Linked DNA regions of Mus musculus: regions 2, 3, 4 and 5 are each linked to region 1. A link is a contact called in public Hi-C and targeted proximity ligation data. All regions are on one chromosome and are shown on one strand. The core of a region is the stretch at or near the end of the contact, and the rest is flanking DNA. Distances in the headings are between cores, read along the strand shown. Region 1 holds the start of Ago2 (argonaute RISC catalytic subunit 2). Region 2 overlaps Dennd3 (DENN/MADD domain containing 3). Region 3 has its middle 20 kb from the start of Dennd3. Region 4 has its middle 40 kb from the start of Dennd3. Region 5 overlaps Trappc9 (trafficking protein particle complex 9).

Region 1 (2,745 bases), core at 62-2,561:
AGTGCTCCACTGCTGAGTGAAGTCTAACACCGCCTCCCGCCGAACACCACCTCCCCCCCCCCCCCACCTCACCGCATCCCCATTAGTTCTGTGTTACCCTGACTGGTTCTGAGCCAAGATGACTCCTGAGTTCAGCAAATCCTGTCTCCATCCCTAAAGTACCAAAGTATTGGTACCGCAAGGGCTAGGTATGATTGATTACCCATTTGTGTCAATCACTTGGGAGAGGGGTGGGGGCAAGTCTTTCTTCTATGTATCCTAGACTAGATTTACGGTTGCCATCCGCCTCCCTCGACTTCTGGCTAGCTGGAATGGCAGCCCTGCAATGCTGTGTCTAGTTTCCTCCTCCTCCTCCTTTATTGGAAGGAGAGCTGCTTTTCTTGTTCCTGGGACTATCTTTGAGCACTACACAGAATATGGAGCCTACCCCGATCCTGGGGTCCCTGCAGTAGGACCCTGTTTGTCTTTGGCCTGGGTTCTCAGTATGGGCTTTGAAGACATTGCAAAGCCTGCAGGGCGAGGCAGGAGCTGACACACCCGCCTCTTCTATAGAAAGGTTCCAGAGGCAGCTGGACAGGACTAGGAGCACACGCCAGCAACAAGTGAAGAAGGGACATACGTGCACAGAGCATGCTGGTCTAGCAGGCCTCAGAGCAGAACTTGGGGGCTCGGAGGCCAGAAAGCGGGAAGCCCCGACCAGATCTGCTCCCTGACAGCTGATAAAATTTAATCCTGAACTTGCTGGGCTTCCTTGGTGCTTTGCTAGGATTATCTAGGTTGTGGAGTCGCGCCGGGAGGTGGCGGTGTGGTCACGCGCACGGGTCTGGCCGCGTCCAAGTTCAAGCTCTGGGTGGGGAGCTAGCTTCCCGTCGCCGTTTCGTTAATAACTTAAAGAGCCAGGCCGAGGTGCAGGGGCGGGTGCGTGGCGGGACGCGGCCGAGGCTCTGCCACTCGGCGCGGGAGGACTCCGACTCTGGTCGCAGTGCCGGGCTGGCCGCGCCCGGAAACCAGACGTCGCCTCGCTCGGCCGCAGGGAAGGTCTCGGCTCGCGTGCCCTGGGTCGCTTCTGGGGTCCCTCATTCAGGGCAAGCACGCGGGGGGCCGCCACAGCGAGTCCCCCCCCCCCCATCCCGCCGGCGCGCGCCGCCTCCAGCCTCCTCCCCTGCCCCCCTCTCTCCCTGCCACCTTCCCTCCTCCCCGCCTCCTCCCTCCCCGCTGTCCCCTCCTTCCCTCCCTCCCCGCCGTCCCCTCCCTCGTCGTCCCTCTCGCCCCTCCTCCTCCCCTCCCTCCTCCCGCTCCCCTCCCCCTCCGCTCCCGCCGCCTCCGCCCGCCGCCCCGGCCGCGTCGGGTAAACCTGTTCTGCGAGGCGGCCGCGCCGGGGCGGATCGAGCGGCCGGCGGCTCCTCGCGGCTCGCGGCGTCGGGGCCCGTGGAGCGCGCGGCCGGCCCTCGGCCGCGGCCCTCGGCAACGCCACCATGTACTCGGGAGCCGGCCCCGGTGAGTCCGCGCGGCGCCCGGCACTCGTGCCGCGGCGGTTGGCGGTTGGCGGGCGGGGCAGGCGAGGGCGGCGGGGCCTGTGGGGCCGCGGCGTAGCCTCGGGGCGGCCGGGCAGGGCCTCGGGGCCGGGAGGCCCAGTGCACCCGAGCAGCGCCACCGGGACGTGTGCGGGGGCCCAGGCTCGGCCTGCAACGGGTCTCCGTCCTCCCGCAGCGCTCCTCCCGCCGTTCCCGAGCGCATAGCTGTGGGGCCCAGCACGGCGGGCCTGGGGCGGGGAGCTGGACGGGTCGGGAACCGAACCACGGGGCCCCGGGACCGCGATCGGTCGCTTGGACGCAGTTTCACGCCGGGCAGCCGCCCTCCCCATTCAAGTGCTAATCGCCCTGCGATTTCCTAGCGGAGCGGGTGGCCGCCGTGGCACCCCTTTCCCACCAGCGTGCCCGTTTCTCTGGAAAAGTTCCAGAAAACTTAAAAACACGGACGCATTTCCCCACCCCGCTCCTGGAGCCGAGCGGAGGGCGGTTTACTCGCGGGGTTGAGAAAACAAGTGTTGGGGAGGCTTTTTCGCCTTCTCCCGCCAGGCACGTGGCTCCATTTCCCGGCTGCCCCGCCGCTTGCTCGGGCTCAGCCTGCACCCCTTTGTCCGCCAGGCTGTACTTGGCGCCCGCGGGCCCTCCCTGCTGCCCACCTGACCTAGTGGTTCGGCCCTGGGGCCTCCCCAGACTTCTTCACTGTGGGGTCTGGAAGCCTCCCAGATCCTCCCGGGTTCCCTATGGTGCCTGCTCCGGAGCCTAGTGCGCCTCCGCTCCTGATGTCACAGGGCTCCTCGAATGCCCACTGACCAACTTGTAAATGCGTTAAAAGGCTTCCCAACGATTTGAAGACCCTTTTAACCTTGCGCTTGGGAGGTGCCCGGGTCCTAGGGACAGATGTTGGGGCCTGGAGGTCCCTGCGAAATGGCCAGCGGCAGCCTCCTGCCAGATTGGGAACCCCCCCCCCACCCCCACCCCCCAGCTCAGCGCTGTGGAGGAACCCAGCAAATCTTAGCTCCAAATTTGTACGTTTTCCCAATGTGTCAATTTCTAGTGACTTCCTCGGGGACGAGGCCAGGCTTTCGTCAATTTCGCGTGTTGATTGATCCCTTCAGCTTGCCACAGTGGGTCTTTCTTGAAGACGCTGGACAGTGGAGGCTCAGAGAGGTTTAACATCCGGGAGCCAGCAAGCATTAGGGCAACCTGTTTGAGCACT
Region 2 (2,745 bases), core at 125-2,624, 360 kb before region 1:
TGGGAAGTGGATATCAGGGATCTTGAACATATATGTTGACTTAGGGGTCACTTTGAGAACTAAAAAACAAACAAACAAACAAACAAGGGAAAATGCATGTAATTAGCATGGTCCTGGAAAAGGCAGAGGCACCCATAACACTGTTGAGGGCAGCTTTGTGTGTCTTGGACAAGAACCCATGTGTTGTGGATGGGCCTGGTGCTGCTCTTGTGAACCAATTCCCTAAGGAATAAAGGAGCCAATCACTGGGCGAGTAAGGACTTCCGAGTTAGACAGAGGAAGAGAGGAAACAGGAGAGAGTTAGGTGTTTTTGGTGGGCACAACATGAGGACAAGATGTAATTACGAGTGTCTCTGGGTTCCAATGGTGGATCTGTCAGGATTTGCCCCTGGAGGATTTAGATTTAATAAGGCTTCCAAGTTAGGATTTTAGTTGTTGTGCCTAGTGATTGAGTTACTGTTGTTTCAGAACTAAGTTTGTGTTGTGTCTTTCTTCACGGAGGTGGCTCGTCTGGGTTCAAGAGAGAAAGGTATGATGGCAAAACGTGGGTTTGCTTGATGTGTACCACAAAGGTCATGGGGGATTTGAAGCCTGGGGTTAGTGTGGTAGCAACCCACCAGGAGGAACTTAGCAAGCTGGGTGGAGATGTTCCAGGAGCTCCAGGCCAGAGAGTCTTCTTGAGATAAAAACAAGTCGACCATTGCCTGCTACTGCAGGGCCGGCCAGCCCACCAGTAAGAGAGTTGCTGGTGCATGCCAGCTCATTTTTTGTTATTATTATTTCCCGCAACACCTACATGCCCCTTCCAGGGCATTCCCAATACCCCAGAGGTAAAGAAGAGTCCATTTGTTCCCAGAGAGGCAGTAACTATTCTCCATGGGACAATTATGTTTTTAAAACTATGAATATTAAGTAAAAATGCTAGGACTGGGCCCTTGAAGATTAAGCTGATAACCAAAGCCAAGATATGCCTGCTAAGTAGGGCCTAGCCTTTAGAAGCATTTGTCACCTTAACAGTGGCCTGGGCAGTGGTAGCCCAGTACTCCCACTGCAAAGATTCGAAAGGTCAGGACTAAAGAGACCGGAGCTAAGTGCCACAGGCATTCTGAAGCCCCCTGGGGACTAAACACTGACCAAGAGTTGAAGTCCCTCTCCTCCTAAAAGCTTCCTTGGAACAGGGGACCAGAGGTAGCCACTGCATCCACACCCATGCGAGAGGTGGTCCTTTGGCTATGGAGGCTGGAGGAAGGTGGAGCCCACAATGGTCAGGGAGCTCAGATGAACACAGAAAAGGCAGGCAGACTGTGTCCCAGAGTGAGTGTGCACACACCTGCCAAGCCCAGAAAAGGAACTGGTCTGTCTGAGGTCAGACACCCAGGAAGTGGCTACCAAGGGGCTCACACCTCCTCCTACTGCTCTGAGCTTTGAGACTTTTTCATTTCCATACTGTCTTTTCAGACAGACAGCCCGAGCTAAGACCAGCAGCTGCAAGGCCATGCATGGCACCCAACAATCTTCCGTACCCAGTAAGGACTCTGTGGGACACACCGTAGACGCCTATGATGTCACACAGACCAGGAAGAGCCTTGAGAAGGTTTTGCAGAAATACAATAATAGCTTGTAACTATCTAACAGCAACCTTTAGGAAGGGACTGGTACCGACCAGGGGCATCCCATCACACATCTGTAAATACAGACATGTATTTTATCTATCACACACACAGTGGTGGGGGCAGAGACACAAAATAGTTTTTAAAAACCAGTTTTTTGGATTTTTTTCCCCTGTTTTTATGGAGGCACGAACTCAGCCTCACTATGACCACATTCACACAGGGTAGCTTGAAACCCAGACTGGTCCCGAACTCACAAGCACCAATGCTGCACCAGACCCCTGAGCTGCTAAGATAACAGGCATTTACCACCATGCCTGGCCAAAATAGTTTATATTCTTAAGAACATTCCCTCCCTCAGAAGCAGGCTATGATCTCTAAGCTGCAACACTGGGGGAATAGACGCAGGAGGGTAGCACCTCACCTGGACTGCTGCTTCTGCAGTTTGAGGTGTCCATTATCCGAAGCGATGAGTTCCTGGGAGGCAGCTCGGGCAGGGAGATGTCCTGCAGGTTGGGCATGCTGACCACCATGCGTCTGTGGGTGATGTGCAGGGGTGAGGCCTTCCTGGAGGCCATCTTCTCCACAGTAGGTCTCCTTGGACTTATCAGCATCCTGTCTATCCTAGGGAAAAGCAAGAGTTCACTTCATGGGCACGAAGATGTAAGTGTGAGCCTCTACTCCCTATCGCACCCAGAGCAATGAGCAGGGTGAGAGGCATGCACGGGTAAGAACCTGTCACTAAGTCCAGCCTCAAGTAGCTCAAGGGGAAAGGACAGAGGTTCTCAGCCCACAGTCCCAGAGATGGACAGGGCACGGTCGTGGGTGATGCACACGAGATATCAGGAAAACACAGGGGAAAAAAAATAGGCCTGTGAATGGGGAACATGGGAAGGAAATGAAGACGGACAGAGATCAGGGTGTGGCAGGATGCTCCGCCAGGCACACAGAGCCTGCCTGCACGCAATGGGGACACACAGAGGATGCACCTTTGGAGGTTCCTGGCGAACTGCTCAATAGCCCACTGAACTGATCATCTGTATGTCCAAATGAAATGGACGTATGAACCCTCAGTCCCCCAAAGAGGACCTCGAACAGAGCTAGGCACCTGTCCTCCTCAGACTGAGTGTCGAGG
Region 3 (2,745 bases), core at 128-2,627, 310 kb before region 1:
CATATCCATGTAATGAATTTATCATAAACCCCAAAAGGACAAGGTTGGGAATCCCCACTCCCCACCCCACCCCCCATGATGGCTGCTTTGCAAGGGAGCTTCTACCACCTGCCCTACCCTGAACATCTTTTATCTGCATTAATCTGCATCCCACGATCTCCCTCACAATAACAGACAAGGGTAAGCAGAGGGCTGCACTAGCAAATTAATAGAAATGGGGAGAGATGGGGAGGGTACAGGAACTCTGATGTACAGCCAGCCATTCCAAAGCACAAGGGGACAGCCTGCTATCTGTTTCTGAAGGAGATCATCTGCCCAGGTAGGTGCCGGAGATGAGACATTCTGTGCAGAGCAGCATATGCCCTGTAGAAAGTAGAGAATGCTTACCCATCCCACTGATGGATGTCAATGGTCTATTTCACCAGAAAGTAAGCTGTAAATCCGGCACTGTTTAGTAGCCAAACCAGGGCGGATGTTTCCTGATGTTGTTGAAGAACATTGTCCTTCCCACCCAAGCATGTGACAAAAGAGACAGAGAAAGGTCTCAATGTTCTAAAGGGACAGTAAAACAGTTTATTATTAGAAAAGTTATTAATGCCATGGGCAGACAGACCAAGCGATAACAGAGAGGCAGAAGCTCTAAGGGGAGTTCAGGGCCCAACATGGGGACAGGTAGCACTGCAGGGGACACAGAAGAAAGGAAATCAGGGCTTCTATGGCAAAAGTCTGGGGCTAAAACCTTTCTGATGACAGGGAAATGGTTTCACAGCAGGAGTCTGTAGCGGGCTCTCTGATTCCTAGGGAGCAGGATGTATGCCACCAGCCCTCTCTTTGATGTAAACTCACTTCCCCAGGTGAGAACCCCTCTCACCTGGAAGTCTGTTCCTAGAGATTCAATGCCTCAGCAGACTACAGCTCAGGGTGTCTACTGTATCAATGAGCTTTTGGGTCAGGAGTCATTGGAACCCTCGGTCACTCCAGTCACACTGTATGCTCACCTGTACATTGGCTGGCTCTGGGTCGGGCTGAGGTCAGCCCCTTCTGGACCTCCAGCACCATCATGTCTCCTGGTTTGGGTGTTTTTCGAGATGGATCTCATTAAGCCCAGACTAGCCTTGAACTTGCTTTATAGGCAAGAAAGACATGGACCCCCCTGATCCTCCTGCCTTCACTTCCAGATCTAAACCATTATACCATTGTGAGCTCTTTCCTCCTCACAAGTGAGCTGTGCCCAGAACAGCTGCCCTGAACACCTGTTCAGGCTGGGTAGGACACAGTTGTGTTTCTATAGCTTTAAGAAACTTCTGGAGGTGGCCCAGCCTGTAAAAGAGGAAGTGTCATTCAGTTTACCTCTGATGAGGTCACGGCTTCCTTGCTTTGTAGTCTGTGGCCACCCCTCCCCTGGGAACATGAGGCTGACCCAACTCTGGCTCCCTGGAAGCAGGAGGTGGAGATGTGTGTGATTGGCAGGCCCTTTCAAAGGGTTTCTCTGAAGTAGCTTGGCTGCAGTTGGAAGGATACCTCCCTTGCTCCTTGGAGATCTTCTCTGCTATGCTAGCATTCTACATGCCCTTCCTTGGTGCAGGTGATGAGGGCAGGGCTGTGGGCCCCTGCAGATAGTCTTAGGAGACCCCCTCAAAAGGCTTTGAGAAACAGGGGAACCCTGAATTTCAAAGGAAAGCCTGGGCAAGTCCAAGTGGAACTGGGAACCTGGCTTTTCCCTGTCCCTCTCATGCTGAGACAGCACTACAGACTGCAGAGGAAGACAAGGCCCCAAGGCACACTGTTCCCCTGGTCTGTACCATATGGGATCCTCCTATCTCCTCCTATAATAATGGATGTTGGTAACAAGGTCCTTGGTATCTAACACCACACATACCCCAACGTCTCCCTCTGGTCTGTGCTCTGTCCCGGGCATCCCTGAACACAGACTGACTGGTCACCCACCTCTCTGTCCTGTCTGCATCCCATTTGTGGGAACTCAAAAACCCTAAAGAGAAGATCTGTCCAGGCATGGTGGCCCAACATACAAGGCCAGCCTCAGAAAACAAAGTTTCTTAGGATATAGTAGGTGCATAATAATAGTATCATCTCCCTGGGGAGTCTGAACATGCAGCTCAGGCTCTGTCAGTCACCAGTCAGGTCCCTGGGGCCTCAGATTCCTCACACTGAAAAAGAGGTCCTGCTAGGCTCACACTAACTCCCCTGCTACTGTCTACAAGTCCCATAGCTGGTGGGACTTAGTTGGACATAGTTGGTGGAAGATGATGCAGCTTCCAGCACAGTGAGTGTGGGCAGGGTACTTCCCTCCTCATCTGCAGAGGATGGCGCACACATTCTAACACCAAAGGGTCAGGGTCCTGACTCTGCATAGAGGCTGGGGCAGGGGCCTCTCAGGATGGTTTAGACTGCAGCCAGGCCCACTGGAAGACCAAGATCAAGAATGATGCTGGACCAGAAGCAGACTTGGTAGTCACAGCTGGGCTGGTTTCTCATGGGCTCAAAACCTAAAGAAGAGAAGGGAACCTTCCCGGGACTGAGGCTGACTCTTTGTGTCCTACCCATGTGCACACATCTCTGAACCTGGGGCTCCCTGTCAGAAGTTTCTCCCCAGGCCATTTCACAGTTACTGGAACCATTTAAGTCTTCTATGCCTGAGGCCAGAGATGGTGCTAACCACCTCATAGCATCCAGGACAGAGAATGACTAAGTCTTACAGGTCAGTTGTCAACCCTGACTCACCTC
Region 4 (2,745 bases), core at 163-2,662, 290 kb before region 1:
GAGGCCAGCCTGGTCTACAAAGTGAGTTCCAGGACAGCCAGGGCTATACAGAGAAGCCCTATCTCAAAAAAACCACGAGAGACAGAGAGAGACAGAGATACAAAGAGAGAGAACTCTGCTGTTCTCAGTGAGGTTTCAGAGGGAGCACGTTGCTGTTCTCAGGTTCGCAATGCATGATTCACCATTCCCAGGTGTGACAGTTTGAATGAAATGTCCCCTGCAGTCTCTGGCGCGTGAACACTTGTTTGAGGAGTCTTAGGAGTTGTGGCCTTGTTGGAGGAAGTGTGCCACTGAAAGTGGGCTTTGAGAATTTAAAGATGCAAGCATTGCTAGCTGAGTCTCTCTGCTTTCTGCTTGCAGTTTAAGAAGCGAGCCCGCAGCTTCTTGCTCCTGCCGCCGTGCCTGCCTGTTGCCACGCTCCCTCACTGTGCTGGTGATGGTGACGGTCTCCTCTCCCTCTGGAACCTTAAGCACAAGTAAATCCCTTCTTTCTTTAAGTCATCTTGGTGATGGTGCTTTATCACAGCAATAGAAACGTCACTAATTCACCGGGACGCAAGCACGCCTAGCCTGCTCCCTATAAAGAACTGCACTGTGGTCTTGCTAAAGGCTCAACAAAGCCTGATGCCCTGAGTTCAGACCTTACATGGGGAAAGGACAGAGCTGAGTCATGCAAGTGAATGAACTGGGTAATTCATTCACTAACTAATTAAGTGGCAATTTAAAAAGATGCGCTTGTCTTCTGACCTGAAGTGAAATGTGTCAGGTGATCTCCTTGAAGGACTTTAGAAGAGGTTTTATTCTTAGCCTGAACATGGTGGTTGGTTACTTTGTAGCATTGGGGAGTGGATCTAGGGCTTTGTGCTTGCTAGGCAAGAAGTCTTTTTTACTTTTTATTTTGGTCTCACTAAGATGTGCACCATCATTCTGGCCCAGCTGGGGTTTTGAAGGATGGTTAAGAGTTTGACCACCTGGTCTCCGTGTCTGGGTTCCTTACCCTAACCATGTATCTCCATTTGTCACATGTATGTTAAGCAACTTCTGCAGGTACTTGGTTGTCAGAATGTAGCCCCTGTGGGTAGCATACCTCATTCGTCTCTGTCTATCTCACTTCTAGTTCCTGGTGGTCCTGACCCAGTCTCAGCCTGAGTTTATGCTCCATACAGGTTTGTGAGTCAGGGTTTTTCTAAGTGTTGGTGGGACTTTGGATGAAGGCTGTCAGGAGAGCAGAGGAGACAGTGGGGTCCATTGTGTGCTCTCTCCCCGGACACCCCCCCGCCCACCCCGTGTGTGTGTGTGTGTGTGTGTGTGTGTGTGTGTGTCCCGCCAAGAGGCAAGCCCTTTGTGTCCTGGCCTCCAGCCTTCCACCTTCTCCCTGGCAGTGACAGCAGTTGCCAGCAGGGGGCACCATGTGGCTGCCTGGGAAAACAAAGGCCGAGTGCCTCACCACAGAGTCCCAGGAAGTGGCTGGACAAGGTTTGGGAGCTGAGCCCTGAGCGGACCAGTCCCCAGGGACAGTACAAGACAAGAGCAGCTATGATCTTGAGAGTCACCGTCTAGGAGCCACCTCCCAGGGTCATAGGCAGTGCTACCCATGCTCTGGGGACTCTGGCTGCCATACCTGCTCCAGGGGGCTCAGGCCATTGAGGAGATGTCCGGAAAATGACTCCTCAGTTAGGCCTCTGTTGGTGAGCAAACGGCAACAGGGCAATGCAGAGAAGGGTCCTGAAGTACTCCAAAGGTGGTCACAAAGCAGGCCTGAGAGGAACTGGGAACTCGTCAGAGGTCACCCTGGAACCCAGCTCTCTCTGTGCACTCTTCTCATTGGACCATTCTAGTGAGGATGAAGTCAGACAAAGTCCAAGGATTGCTTGGGGGCGACACAGATGAAGCTAGACCAAATGCCCCACCCCTACCCCCAACACCCACCCGAGGAACTATATCAGGCAACTGGGACCAGAAAACACCCCTTCTATTCCACCTTGAAAGTTTCTCTAGAGTATGACACCTGTGCAGAGATGTGGCCTGCATCTCTATGCAGGGCATAGGAGTCCTTCTACTCTATGCTACCCAGTGGTCCTGCACGGGGCATTCCAGGGCTTCTAAACAGTCAGTGACCATTCCAGTCCTGGCTCTGTTAAAGGCGACCATGAGTTCTTGGCATTCTTTATGGAAAGGTGCTCCAGAACAAAAGACTAGGGCTGGAGAGATGGCTCAATGGTTAAGAGCACTGACTGTTCTTCTGGAGGTCCTGAGTTCAAATCCCAGCAACCACTTGGTGGCTCACAACCATCTGTAATGAGATCTGATACCCTCTTCTGGCGTGTCTGAAAACAGCTACAGTGTACTTGCATATAGTAAATAAATAAATCTTTAAAAAAAAACAACAACAACAAAACCAAGATCAGAAGAGCGTGTGAGAATCCACAAGGTTCTTGTCCCTGGCCTGTGCTTGCAGAAGGGCAGGTCACTGTTTCTCACTGTTTCTCAGCCACCATGTGCAGACATCCAGCTACACACAGCTTCCTGGGCTGGGCTCCAGCCAGATTGGATCTGCCCCCTCCGATGCCACCAAGCCCAAGCTACCAACCACCCTTGCATTCTGCTCAACCTACAGATTCGAGGACTTTCACTTTTACTAGAAAACTTGTGGCCCATGTGTTCTTGGGGAGACTGTTTAACTCAGCAATGTGTCTCCTCATTTTAAAATGGGAGGGTATCCACCTGCAGAAACTTGCTGAGAGC
Region 5 (2,745 bases), core at 135-2,634, 260 kb after region 1:
CACCTGAGCTGTGTCTTAGAAATACTTTCATCACTTGGCACTGGCAGGAAATCAGCTGTTCCCTTCCCATGGGTTTGCTCGTTACTTGAATGTGTCATTCTTTAATCTCCAGAACTTAATACAGAAGTCAGTAGTGCAGTAAGACACCTCTCAGGTAAGCCACATGCTTGGTAAGGAAGGGCTGGGCTGCACGCAGGGCTTCTCATGGGACTTGGTTATTGGCCTTCAGTTGTGCGGGGCATGGGTGGTTGGTGACGCTCTGCTCTCCCCATACGATCCCCTGTTGGAGCGTGTGGGTGACAGTCCAGCCTGTGCACTCTCTCACTGTTGTCGCTCCTGCTCACTTTCGACTGCTTGACCTGTCCTGTGTTCAGCAAGGCGGCGTAGTGATCTCCTCTGGGTGCTCTCTCTTCTCAAACTTCCAGAGCAGATGCCCACATCTCGGGAGTAGCCGGAGCCTTGCCTGGCACCTCTCAGGCAAGCAGTGACCACTGCTTTGCTGGCTTAGAATGCATGAAGTCAACCAGCCCCATGGTCTGCCAGGTCTAGTAACTCACACAAGGGTTTGTCAAGCTGACTTCAAAAACACCATTGCGTGAGCCACACTTGAGGAAGGCAGGCATCTGTATAGGCCTTCTTGCTCCAGCTCTTCTTCCTAAGATGGTGGGCCTTCCTCCTTGTCCTTAGAAAGTACATTTCTAGCATGGTGAAGTTGAATGCTTCTGGGTATGTAAGACCACGTGGTGGAGCCTTGAAACAGTAGCAGTGGGAGGTAGAGAAGAACAGCTCTTCTGCTAGGGAGTGGAGCAGGCAGCCCTCCCCCGACCCCTGTTCCTGTCCACATGGAACCTGGGGCCAGAGCAGTCACAGGACCCAGGAGTCCAGTAATGAGATGGCAATGTACCATGCAGACGTCAGTCACCCCACTGATTTCCTGTCTTTTGGGCCCAGCCCGCTTCTGAGTCGTTATGCTATTTTTATATAATTACTGTTTTTAACATTATGGCCTTGCAGGGTGAGAGTTTAAAAAAAAAAATCAATATTGTAGACTGGTTTCTGCTTTGTGTCGTCAGAGAGCCCAGAGTCATGGGAAGTGAGGAGGGCCCTGCGTATTTGCTTCTTGCGGGTAGATGTGTTGCTGAGAGCAGGTTCCTGTGGCTCAGTGTGAACATGTGGGAAGGCTCCAAGGTCAGACTAGCCTCAGTGGACATTACAGCCTACATAGGCTCACCTACTTGGGTTTCAAGCGGCCTTGCCGTTTAGGGGCTGGCTCACCGCACCGCGTTCCTTGCTTTGATGGCAGCCTTTGCTCACATTTGAGATGGTTCTGTGCCACTCTTCTGCTTGTGGTGACACACAGGAGGCAGCAGGCACAGCTGTGCACAGCCCTACACTGTCAAGTGCTCAGGAAACAGGAGCGCTTCCTGCAGGCTGCCGCCGCCGCCGCCGCCACTGTTATCTTATGAAACACTTGGTTTGCTGCCTTCCTGGGCATCTCTTAGCCCAGTACTCAGTTGTCATTTGATGGTGCTAAGGATCAAACTTAGGCCCTTGACCATGCTGAGCTACACACATTTCTGTTCATTCTGCTTCCTGTTTTTTACTTTCTCTCTCTCTCTCTCTCTCTCTCTCTCTCTCTCTCTCTCTCTCTCTCTCTCTCTCTCTCTCTCTCTCTCTCTCTCTCTCTCTGTGTGTGTGTGTGTGTGTGTGTTGCTAGGTATTGGACCCAGGACCTTGTATATGCCAGGCAAGTGCTCTAACCCTAGGCTACACTCCAACACCTTCTTTCTTTCTTATTATTTTTGAGACATGCTCTTTTTCTGTTATCCAGGCTAGCCTAGAACTCATGATGTAGCCCAGGCTAGCCTCATTTGGCAATCCTCCTGCTGCTCTCAGCCTCCTATGCCCAGGGTGGGGTGGAGTGGGATGGGGTGTCTTAGTGTGAACCATTATACCTTGCTTTTGCTTTATTTTAACCCGGGGACTTTATTTTTATTTTTACTTTTTTATTTACCTGTTACTTGCTGCAGACCTGTTTTTGTTTTTCTGGCTTACATATATATGGTCTTTATCTGGTACTGATTTCTAGACAGAGCTTTAAGGAGCCGGTTGGCAGCAAGTTGGGGTCCCCAGGGAGCTTGGAGTGTGGCAGCACACTGGACTGTGTGCAGCACAGCATATCCACAAAAGCAGAGGCCAGGACAGAGGCCATAGGGAAATCTCACTCTTGCCTTTTCTGCTGTCTCTGCTGGGTACCCGTCTGTTCTCTGTTCACCATTTCCTCTTCTTACCCAGCTCCTCCACAAACCTGTGTCAAGCAGCGTCTCCCCACCTTGGCTCATGCTGGTCACGGGGGCCCCATGTGTGTCTGACCCAGGCCCCCACCTGTCTGTCTGTGAACATATCCATGTGCTTAGAATCTGGCTGACCCCTGATGCCTTCCTTGATCTACAGCTCTGGCCTTCATCCCTGGGTACAGTGCGCATTACTTTTGGGTAAGGGCTTTCCCAGTTCCTTTCAGAAGGACTAGCCATGTCGCTCCCACTATACCTGGCAGCTTACACTTACTTTGCTTGATTATGTGTTCTTCAACAGCCCGGCATTTATTTACATTCTATGAGGTTGCTGTGCCAGCACACGAATAACGCATGGCGCCCGTCCCCAGGAGCTCACAGTTCAGCGTGGGAGTCAGGCAGATGCTCACAGAGCTCTGGCTGACTGAATACCTTGTGTTGTTTTAGCTCC

The links. Hi-C and Micro-C count contacts between places; a contact is called where the count stands out from the background.
Region 2: a targeted proximity ligation map of memory CD8 T cells shows a contact between it and region 1, with 15 read pairs. A contact is called at or near these places in 9 of 39 promoter capture datasets (the 3T3-L1 cell line, 3T3-L1-derived adipocytes, the C10 cell line and 4 more), 8 of 484 Hi-C or Micro-C datasets (the HL-1 cell line, the N1E-115 cell line, embryonic stem cells and 2 more) and 10 of 130 datasets of targeted methods (the NIH/3T3 cell line, astrocytes, embryonic forebrain and 6 more).
Region 3: a contact with region 1 is called in a targeted proximity ligation map of the SCID.adh cell line, with 9 read pairs. A contact is called at or near these places in 1 of 484 Hi-C or Micro-C datasets (embryonic stem cells) and 2 of 130 datasets of targeted methods (the SCID.adh cell line and embryonic stem cells).
Region 4: a contact with region 1 is called in a Hi-C map of the N1E-115 cell line, with 5 times the contacts expected there. A contact is called at or near these places in 3 of 39 promoter capture datasets (liver, stem cell-derived epiblast-like cells and trophoblast stem cells), 8 of 484 Hi-C or Micro-C datasets (the N1E-115 cell line, embryonic stem cells and nephron progenitors) and 1 of 130 datasets of targeted methods (pancreatic cancer cells).
Region 5: a contact with region 1 is called in a Hi-C map of LSK cells, with 10 times the contacts expected there. A contact is called at or near these places in 2 of 39 promoter capture datasets (liver and pre-B cells), 5 of 484 Hi-C or Micro-C datasets (CD4 T cells, the G1E-ER4 cell line, LSK cells and 1 more) and 1 of 130 datasets of targeted methods (memory CD8 T cells).

Annotation. Positions count from the first base shown.
Region 1 is chr15:73,183,513-73,186,257 of GRCm38.p6, reverse strand. Ago2 (argonaute RISC catalytic subunit 2) reads left to right here and starts at 1,311. Exons shown (of 19, transcript NM_153178.4): 1 at 1,311-1,497. The coding sequence starts at 1,476.
Region 2 is chr15:73,544,435-73,547,179 of GRCm38.p6, reverse strand. Dennd3 (DENN/MADD domain containing 3) reads right to left here. Exons shown (of 23, transcript NM_001081066.1): 11 at 2,719-2,745; 12 at 2,035-2,234; 13 at 1-59. Among named protein-coding and RNA genes, the nearest start is that of Dennd3, 33 kb to the right of the region's middle.
Region 3 is chr15:73,491,058-73,493,802 of GRCm38.p6, reverse strand. No RefSeq gene overlaps it. Among named protein-coding and RNA genes, the nearest start is that of Dennd3, 20 kb to the left of the region's middle.
Region 4 is chr15:73,471,623-73,474,367 of GRCm38.p6, reverse strand. No RefSeq gene overlaps it. Among named protein-coding and RNA genes, the nearest start is that of Dennd3, 40 kb to the left of the region's middle.
Region 5 is chr15:72,927,575-72,930,319 of GRCm38.p6, reverse strand. The region is part of intron 14 of Trappc9 (trafficking protein particle complex 9); the gene reads left to right. Among named protein-coding and RNA genes, the nearest start is that of Gm31665, 43 kb to the left of the region's middle.